Regions from separate parts of the Canis lupus genome. Here region 2 is linked to region 1. A link is a contact called in public Hi-C data. All regions are on one chromosome and are shown on one strand. The core of a region is the stretch at or near the end of the contact, and the rest is flanking DNA. Distances in the headings are between cores, read along the strand shown. Region 1 holds the start of LMO4 (LIM domain transcription factor LMO4). Region 2 has its middle 190 kb from the start of LMO4.

Evidence for each region. A called contact is a pair of places that touch in the nucleus more often than the background predicts.
Region 2: a Hi-C map of skin fibroblasts shows a contact between it and region 1, with 2.1 times the contacts expected there. The contact joins the enhancer-like site here to the promoter of LMO4 in region 1. A contact is called at or near these places in 2 of 9 Hi-C or Micro-C datasets (blood and skin fibroblasts).

What each region holds. Positions count from the first base shown.
Region 1 is chr6:61,436,494-61,441,733 of UU_Cfam_GSD_1.0, reverse strand. LMO4 (LIM domain transcription factor LMO4) reads left to right here and starts at 3,023. Exons shown (of 5, transcript XM_038541460.1): 1 at 3,023-3,566. LOC111096413 (a long non-coding RNA gene) reads left to right here. Exons shown (of 4, transcript XR_005360436.1): 4 at 739-1,087.
Region 2 is chr6:61,622,282-61,627,123 of UU_Cfam_GSD_1.0, reverse strand. No RefSeq gene overlaps it. Among named protein-coding and RNA genes, the nearest start is that of LMO4, 190 kb to the right of the region's middle. Within about 2 kb of position 2,718, at least 4 of the 20 cell types and tissues checked have an H3K27ac peak or open chromatin away from gene starts, as enhancers often do.

The DNA of each region.
Region 1 (5,240 bases), core at 1,774-4,273:
CCAGGCCCCGGGGATCCCGACCTGAGCCAAAAACAGCCACTCAACCACTGAGTCACCCAGGCGTCCCCCCCCCCCCCAAACACCGTATTCTTATCTCTCACTGTAGGTGAGGAGGCTAAATGAGGCATATATGATGGCAGCAGAGGTTCCTTGAACCACTGGGCACAATAGACTGTGATCATTTTGCATGTAGGCAATTCTACTCTGTACCAGGCTTATTACTTTGCACACCGTTTTGCCCGAGTACAGCATTCCCTTATCCATAGCGAACTTGTGTGTGTTTACCCAGTCCCTGTGGGTTTAGCATCAGTGGCAATAAAGGGTTGACAAGGCCACCTCACTTAAGCAGGCACTTTCAGACCACAGGTCTGGCGCCTCAGAGGACAGAGCCCTGCCAAACGCAGAGCGTGCAGAAACGAAGACCACCCAGAGGTGGCGCTGTGGTTAAAGTACACCTGAATCTTGATTACAGTGAACGTATTTACTTCCCAGCCCTCAGAAGAGAGACTGTTAGCCATTATCGCTTTTGTATTTCTATAACCACAACGACAGCAAATAAAGGCCTCTGGTAACACACTCCCACCCACTCCAATCTACGGGGACGCGTGTAAAGCCCTCACTCTCCACACAACTCGAGCCAAAACCCTAAAACCCCCTCCTAGGCCCCTTCTTGCCCACAGATCTGTAGTCAAAGTTCTATTCATGCTTTTCTTCTTCCTTCCTTCCCCAAAACTACAGGGATGCTTTGGATAATCAATCACTCAGCGATAGCCGATGGCTGACTCAATTTCTAGCATCTCATCTTAAAATAAAGATTTCATTTCACTGTCCATACTTCAGAAAAGGCCCAAAGTACCGCGGTTCATTACAAACCTATGTATTGTGTGTTCCGGTTAAGAAAATCATTTTGGAGAAAAAGGACACGTAACAGACCGTTTGGCTCCATTCCTCCATTCGTAGATGAGAAAATGAAGGGCCACAGCAGGAAATTTACTTGCACAGGACAAATCATGACTTAATTGTAGCCCACTAAGATCTTGTGTCATCTCGTTTTGATTATTATAAATTATTAACAAATTGAAACTGAACCAGGGAATTAAAATGTGTGCATTATTTGTTTACGGGGTTCCTTCCCTCATTTGGTTTAATTGAGTTTTCTTTACTAACCTTCAAGGAACATTACATCTTTTTAAGGTGGCCTTCTTTTCATCATACCCATCTGCAGCTGTTTTCCGTACTGGGCATTTTAATTACTATTATACTTTAAGTCATTTTGGGGGGGGGGGGGGCGGTAAATGTTTCTCATAAGGTGCACAAAGCGACTTGATCATAAAAATGCAATTTTAAACACCAATCAATGAAAGTAAGCCGTTTAATTTTGAGGTGCAAGGAATATAAAGAAATGACTATTCTAATTGGTGTTTAAAATGTCCTCTGCTTGATGTTCCAGGCAATGATGACTGTTTCTTTTGCAGCCTTAATTTTGATGGTTTGAAGGACAGAAATCCCCCCAACAGACACTAAAACCATAGATGTTTAACAACTACATTGTCTAAGCCAGACTCTTCTGCAGGTCCCTTACCTCAATCCAGCAGTACTGTATGTAATACAATATGAAAACTCGTCCCACAAGGCTGGTTTTAACTTAATGATACTTAGCAGAAGGGCTTTGCACTTTCATGATAATTTCCACCAGAAAAATCTCTCTGGAACTTACTAATAATAATCAGACCTAATATTAGCCTCAGATCAGAGATTTATTAAACCTATTTGGCAGAGCAGATAAAGTTGAATGACTAGGTACTCAAGCATCTAGGCTGAGCTCGGGGCCCTGGAAAAAGACTCTCAGGCTAGCAGCACCCTAAAAGCATTCCTCAACAGTTAAATTTATACTAGACGTGACCTTTCTTCCTCCCCAGAGGCTGTGGGATGGTGAATGTTGCCATTCCTTGTTGCTGTCTGGGGGGGGAGGGGGGGGGGGACGGGGGGCTTGAGGAATCGGGCCTCTCCTCCTGCACAGCAGGGGTGGATGGAGGCCGAGCCCTCCTCCCTGAAGTTCCCCTGGACCCCCAAAGTCCGGGCTGTGAGCTCTTCAGCTCCGACTTCGGACGATCCCCTACGAGACGCCCACGGGGCTCTCGGCCGGCGCTCGGGCCCACGCGGGGGACCGGGGCCGGGCGGCCAAGTCCTGCAAGACCTGCGGACTCGGTCCCCACCTCCTCGCTCGCTCAACTTCCCACTAAGGGCTCATCCGTCTCCAACGCCCGCGAATTAAAGGCAGAAAAACAAAACCTCTTCTGCGTGCGAGCGAAGCCCCCCGCCCGGAGGTTTCGGGGAGACTCTTCCTCCCCAACAGGAGGGGACCCATTTTTGAGCAAGACGAGAAGTTTCCTGCGGGGCTCGCGCGGGCGCGCGGGGGGGGGGTCCCCGAGGGGCGCGCGGGTGCGGGTCCCCGCGATCGCCGGCGCGGGCAGGAGCGGCGCCCCCGGCCGCTCCATCCTGCCCCCCGCGGGAGGGGGTTGGGGTCCCGCCGGGGGTCCCGCGAGGGTCCCCGGGGCTCGGCCGCCCACCTGCCCCCGGCCGGGCCGTCTCCGCCCGCCGCCTCCCCCGCTCCCCCGCCCGCGGAGTCTCGTTCCAGTCCTCCCTTTGTCCTGCCCCGGATTGGCAGGTTTTATTATTCCGCCTGAACAACCCGGCCGCCCAGTGGCTGAGGGTCGCTGACGTCGGCGGCAGAGCCGGGGAGTAGTTGGGATTCGGCTCTGTCAGTAACACATGTGTAAGCGCCGCGCAGGGAGCGAGCGAGCCGGCTAGAGGCCAGCGCCGCCGCCGCCGCCGCCTCCTCCGAGCCGGGCGGCCGCCGCAGCAGCAGCAGCCCGGGCAGCGGCGCAGGCTCCAGCGCGCCGGGCCCGGCCGGCCGCAGCTCCCCGGCTCCCGGCCTCCGCGCCGGCCGCCGCCGCTCCGGGGCTCTGGTGCCCGCGGCCGCTCCCCGGCTGGAGGGGCAGGAAGCGCGGCCGAGCGCCCGCCGCCGGCCCCGAGCGAGCGAGCGGGCGAGCGAGCGGGCGGGCGGGCGCGCGGGAGGGAGGAAGGCGGAGGAGGAGGAGGAGGAGGAGGAGCGGGAGGCGCGCGGGCGGGGGCGGGGGCATATACAAAGTGAAGCCACATTGCCAAACTTGCAGCAGCGATTGCAGCAGTTGCTGCCGCTGCGCCGCGCCTGAAGCCGCGCCGCGCGGGCCGCGGGCTCCTGCAGCTGCTCGCGCGGAGCCGGAGCCGGAGGCGGAGGCGGAGGACGACGCGGAGGACTCAGCCTGACACTCCAGCTCCCGGCCGCCTGCCGCTTACGGCGGGGCCCCCCGACCCAGCCTCAGGGCGACGCGTTTAAAAAAAAAAAAAAAAAAAAAAAAAAAAAGCAGCCCTTAGCCCCCTCCTCCCCTTTCCTGCTTCTGCGAGAACATCCCCCCTCCCTCCAGCTCCGCCAGCCAAGGCGCCCCTTCCTTGGAAGCCGAGCGGCTTCGCTCGCTTTTCGCCGCCGCCGCCTCTCGCAGTATTGCAATATAGGGGAAAAGCAGGTAAGGGGACGGCTGGGGAGCCGCGGGCGAGGGGGGGCAGAGGGAGGAGGGGGCCGATGTGGGCCAGGGCTGTTTTCTTTGGCTTCCTTCCCTTGACCGTCCCAAATTGCAAGTAAACAATACGTCGGCTTGGATAATGCGCGAGTCTGAAACTACCGAGGCCGGCCTGCGAGCTAGCACGGAGGGCAGCCGGCCCCGGGCCGCCAGCTTTGTAGCGGTTCCTGCTTACAAAAGGGTTCTTCTTGGAGACGGGGCTGCTGGGGACCTGGGAGGGTGGGGAGGGGTGTGTGTGCGTGTGTGCGTGTGTGTGTGTGTGTGTGTGTGTGTGTGTGTGGTAGTGGGGGGGTATTTTCAGTTCCTAAGGGAAAGGCCGGAGGTGCTTAAATGAGGGTTTAAGTATGAGAAGTAGTGTGGGGGAAATAGTCACGACCCCCCCCCCCAGCCCCCCAGTAAACACTATTTTTGAAACAGTGGCAGAAAGGATCTAAGTGAGCAGGATTCAGTATTGCTGGTTCTTTTCAAAAATTCCTCTTGGCTTATAAGTCTTTTGTTCCAATCCAGGAGAAATCCGGTGAATCACCTAATTAAAATCAAGACATGAATTAAGCATCCATTTTTGTACTACAAATTGCCAGCGCTACGTTTGTCCCTCCCCTGGTCTCCATTAAAAAACACCAGAGACGTTGTTAAAGGGGGGCAGATTTTGCCTCTAGCTGCCAGTTCTGCTTTCTATTTCACTGACTATCCCAGGACCTAAATTGCTTGGCTATGTAATTACTAGAGTATAAGCCTATTTAACTTAAAAGCTTTCTTTTTTTTTTTTTTTTTTTTTTCCAACTCTAAATGAAACTTGATGAGGGCCCGTCCTTAGTTATCAGGGGAGTCAGTTTCTGGTCAGTCCTCTTGATTCATCTCTTTTAGATTTAATCAGCATTAAGGTATTGCTTGTCCTTAAGAGCTTTAGCTAATGGGGTTACTGGATGCTTTTCTCAGTGTAATGTTTCCTTTTCGAAAAAAATATACATATATATTTACCTCTCACCAAAGATGGGGGCGGGGAAGAGCTTGGAATCTCCTCCCTCCCTCTCCCCTTTTAAAAAGGAATTCGGAGCGATTAAAACGTTGGGGGAAACAGTTTAAAGACCTCGGGCAGGAAATGCAGATTCATTTGGGTTAGGGCTGAAATTGTAACAAAAAGCAATTCCTCGAGTAAATGCATCAGATAAATCAATTTACATAAAGGTATGATGCATTCGGATAAATGCAATGCTAATGGGTTTTAGAGTGGTCCTGTTTCCAAAGTCTCAGGGTTTTGTTACAGCTTAATTGGTGCAGTTCTTATTCTGGTTTATTGTGCGGTCACTGGACACACGTTCCGGGACTCTTTCGGAGGAAATGTGTTTAAAATCGGCCTATTTAAGGAACCCGAGTCCTTGTTTCGTTCCCTTCCCCTGGTTGTTTTTTTTTTTTTTTTTTTTTTTTTTTTTTGCAGCAGCCAAGTTGGGCCGGGGACAGGCAAAGTTCGCCCTCTCCCTTCTGAGGTATCAGCTGAATGTCTTGAGCAGATAGCCGGGAGCCTCGGGGGGAGCCTCCACTCTCGGCTTACAGAGGACAAAGACAAAACAGGCTGCTTAATTGGCAGTAAATAACTTGATCTTTTTATAGAATAAGTGA
Region 2 (4,842 bases), core at 1,469-3,968, 190 kb before region 1:
AGGGTCTGGGAGCCTAGCCAGGGAGCTGGAACGTTACAGCCTACATCCTGGATAAGCAATGAAGGAGTCTCACTGGTGAGAGACATCTTCAGGGGCAAGCTTTAGAAGGGTCATACTGGGAGCCAGGATCAGCTACTGGGGCCCAGTACAAAATAAAAAATGGGGCCCCCTATTCAAAAAGAAGAAAAAATAGCTGTCAATGGTACTAATATAAAGAGCTTTTCCCCTTTTATTCTGTAGTCTCTCACTGGTCATGGTGCTTTTTAAATCTGCTATTTAATGTTACTCCTGGCAGGTGCAGGGATACCCATGGGGCAAGTGCAGACAGTCACAGAATCCCGGGGCCCTACCCCAAGACTTGGGACGTGTGTGGCCCACTAGCTGCCACTTTCCACTCTCAGTATCTGCTGGACTAATGGGCTGTGCTCCAGCTCCAGATGGAGCCAGGCATCTCCCTTTCGCAGAGGCCTGATGCCCCCACCCTGGGCAGGCAGATGCCCCCACAAGGGTATGTCTGTGTCAGGATGCACTAGGTGTCTGGGTCTGGGGTGGTTGCAAGGCTTGCCTGCACAAAGTCACCTGCCAAATGCACCATGGCACTGTCAGCCGAGGGTGGAGACAGCCATCACCAGGCCCAACCCCCCAGACATTGTGAGGGATGCTTGCCCAACCCCAACCCTCCCACACCTGTGCCCAGGCCCCTGCTGCTGGTGGAGTTGGCAATGGTCACTGGAAGGGATTAGGGAGAAGGCAGGCTGGGCAGGGCCTCCGGTGCCAGAACACAGGTAATCGGATGGCTGAGAACCTGTCCCAGGAGGTAGAAGGTGTGGAAGGTATGGCATACGTGGCCCTAAGTCCCCAGCACGTAGTTTGTTGTCTCATGGACTTTACTTCCAAAAACACTAAATTATTCAGAATTTCAAGATGGCAACCACAGTGCATTAAATCTCAAAGAGGGGGTCCTTCTGAGTATGGGCCCCCATGCAGATGCACTGGTCACTTAGCCATGAAGCTTATTGGCAGCAGGGAGCTGTAGAGGAGCCAGGCTCAAGGCAGGGAATCCATTAGGAAGGGACAGGAACTCTCTGGGTGATGAATCATGTAGCTAAGGCAGTTGTGGTGGGTATGGGGAGGAAGTGGAGACTGCAGGTACTTGGAGCAGGGGAGGAGGTGAACCAGTGGTATATAAGGGAGCCTCCAGATTGCTAGTGTGGGCAACTGCGACTTTATGAAATACCTTCACAGGAATTTCATCATTCAATCTGCAAAATAGCCCTGTGGAATATATATTTTTGCTACTTCCATTTTATGGTGAGGAAATGGAAGTAAGATAATTTATTCAAGTTCATCCAGTCAGAAGACTTGGGACTCAACCCAAGGTGTTTGATTTCAATTGCATACTCTATGCACTATGAAATTTGGCCCCTCTGCCGCTCTCGATGCCTCTGACCTGGCTCATTCATTCATTCACTCATTGCTTCATTGAGCAAATACCGCTTACGTGATCACAATGTGCCAGGCGCTCATCTAGGTGCTGGAGATATATCTGTAAGCAAGCCAGACAAGGCCTCTGCTCTCGCGGAGTGCACATTGTAACAGGGCCCAGGTGCCACATTAATCAGAGATTCCCATAGGACTTTAAGGGCCAGTAGAAGCCATTATTTATTTTTCTCTTTTGTTTCTTGTCCTGGTTTGTAATGAATTAGAGTTTGATTAGCTGCAACAGAGCAATCATGACTACGGGGAGAGGAATAAAGTGTCCTTTCGACCACCCCTATCCAAAAGCTGTGTGTAATTAGAAAAATCAAACCCTAGTTCCCATCATCTCTACCTGGGCTGGCAGAGGTCTGTTTATTCTGTAGATAAATATTTATTATTATTTTATTCTTTCATTAAAATGAATATATATATAAATATATATAAAATCTGTTCAAAGAATGTTATGAATCTCAGGCTCGGAGACTGGGTACTTCTGTTGCAGGATAAATTTCAGAGCATTAAGTTGTTGCTGAGCCAACAGCAACGGTTCTGAATACCGTTCAGATGACTCAACAGTGTGGGTCAGGAAGGCACTTCGCTGGCTGATGACTCAGCCCCTCCCAGTGTCTTGTACCGTAGAAGACTGTCAGGAAGGCATGTGTCAAATGGTGTTAGGAAGAACCAGTTTTCCCCATTGATGCACAGCTCCTGAACTAGAATGGCTGCCAGATGGCATGGGCGCTAGAACATGAGCATTCAGGGTATGATGCAATCACAGGAAGTTTGGAGACTGAAATCCTTTTAAAGGCAATGAATGCAATGTTTGATAGGAAACAACGTTATAAAAAGACTAATTACCGAGTGAGTAGTCGCGGAGAACTAAAATCATCATTCTTGCAGGAGAACCTTCTGGGCCTGATGATGTCTATGGCCTGGCTTGTGTCAGAGATTCTGGAGGCATGGAACATGAGAACCTGTGATACCAGCAGGCCCAAACCAGGCTGTACATTTCAGCAAGGTCCTAGCTTCAGAGCAAATGGCCAAGAGGGGATTGGAAGACTCAGATAGGTCCTAGAAGGTCTGGTCCATAGAAGACCTGGACACAGTAGTGACTCAAGAAGCCTGACTCAAACCAAGAGGCATCAAGGGATCTGGAGACCATCCTGGTACCTATCACGCTTCCCTCTAGGGGACATCATCATCCTTCTGGGTCCGATGTGGCTCCCTGTTCTGTCTGGGAGGCCCTCTTGTTATGTGTTTGCTGGGTGAGGCGTGACTCCTCCTGATGGCCTTCCCTTCCCGGCCCTGTGGCGTTGAGTTGCCCTGTTCTCACAGTCCCTCTCCATAGTAACAGACGCTTCCACTGAGTTAACACCTCAACCCATTAAGCTTAAGTGCTTTTCAAAACATTTTATTATTGGCTGAGTGTTTGTGAAGCAGCTTACCTTGGACTCCCAATGGCTTCAAGAGGTTTTGTGCCTGTCTTGTATTCCAGAGGAGCCGTGCCACAAACCCAACACATTCCAGCATGTGTAACTCTACCCTTCCCTTCCCTGTCTCTCCAAAGAGCGTGATGCCACTCGTGGGAAGCCGTGAAGAATTTTGATTTTGTCCTTTATACTACCTCCTGGTCAATTTTTTTAAAAAGATTTTATTTATTTATTTATTCATGAGACACACACACACACACACACGCACACACACACACAGAGGCAGAGACACAGGCAGAGGGAGAAGCAGGCTCCATGCAGGGAGCCTCATGTGTGACTTGATCTTGAGACTCCAGGATCACGCCCTGGGCTGAAGGTGGTGCTAAACCGCTGAGCCACCCAGGGATCCCCTCTGCCTGGCCAATTTAAACAGGGACATCATCCCCTTTAAAAAAATGTTTTAAACTGTACGTTACATGGATGAAAATCTGCCTGCCAGAGTCAGGCAGTGAGCACATGACTAGACTAGGGGAGCTTTCCATGCTGCTCTATTGAGTGAGAAACCTAATGGACTGTGTTCTGGGTCCTTTCTGAGACACTTCCTGGTATCAAATTCTTCCGTTGGCAGCCAGGCACCTCTGTCTGCCTTCCTGTGGTCACCATGATGCCATAGTTTGGCCGTCCCAAGGAAATAATATTCATTTATTAACATCTTGCTGGGCACCTGAGTGGCTCAGTCAGTTAAGCATCTGCCTTCGGCTGGGATCATGATCCCAAAGTCCTGGGATCAAGCCCGACATAGGGCTCCCTGCTCAGTGGGGAGTCTGCTTCTCTTTCTGCCCCTCTCTGCATTCATGCATATGCACATGCACACTCTCTCACACAAAAATAAATACAAATCTTCAAAAAACTGTTTTAAAAACGTCTTCCTAAAATTAAATGAGTAAGCACACCAGTGCTTAATAGTAGTATTACGTGAGACCCATGCATCTTGAGCAAAGCTGACCCATTTGTGATGCATCTTCAGAGATCCATTTCCATTGGTGTGTAGGTCTAAGGGCAGGGGTGCCAAACATCAGAAGGTCATGATCAGCAATAGATACAACAAATAAAGTACTGATTGTAGCGGATCCATGGCACGTTCTGTTGCGATTTTCTTTCTGCGCCTAACATAGGATTTGCAATATCATTTGCATGTCATAAATTAGAGAGGTAGATTAAGCGAAGACTTGAGAAGAGTGCTCTTATAAGAAGCCACAGTACATATTCGCAGATAAATTCCAATCATGAGGAGATTTTGATTTCAGGCCCTTATAAGAGGATTGTGAGATAGGGGCAGCATCTGATCTCGAGGCAGGTAGATAGGGGTGAGATGGCTAATCATGACTGATTTTAAAATCAGTCTGTGGCTAAGTGTGGTGAGCTGCAAATCAGCCTCCTGAGTTTGGGCTGCAGGGGGAGCAGAAGCCGTCGTGGTGATGTAGAGTGTCTCTGGAGACACAGCCACAAAGAAGAGGACGGCCACCCTAGGCCTCGGGAGGAGCCTTGAACTGGAGCATGATGAGAACACCCAGGTCAGGAGTTGCTGATGGGGAGGGAAGAGCAGTCCCAGCCACGGGACTCGAGGAGGCGTGCGGGCCGGGCCACAGTGTGCTTCCACCTGGTAGGAGCGTGGGGTTTGTGGTGGGAGCTGGTGGGCCAGGCCCTGCTTGCATTTTACAAATCAGATGCTCTCCCCAAAATGCCCCTCCCGTAGCCTCCCACCCTCACGTGTGGCCTTGGTTGTGTGAACCCAAACTGTTCCAACAGACTATTAATGACGGCTCAATTGTCATGGCACAGCTTTGTGTTGATCTTGAGCGCTGCCTTTCGGCCAGCGCACAGATCCTCTGGAACTGGTGCACCGTGTTTCCCCGCGAGCACAGGGCCACAC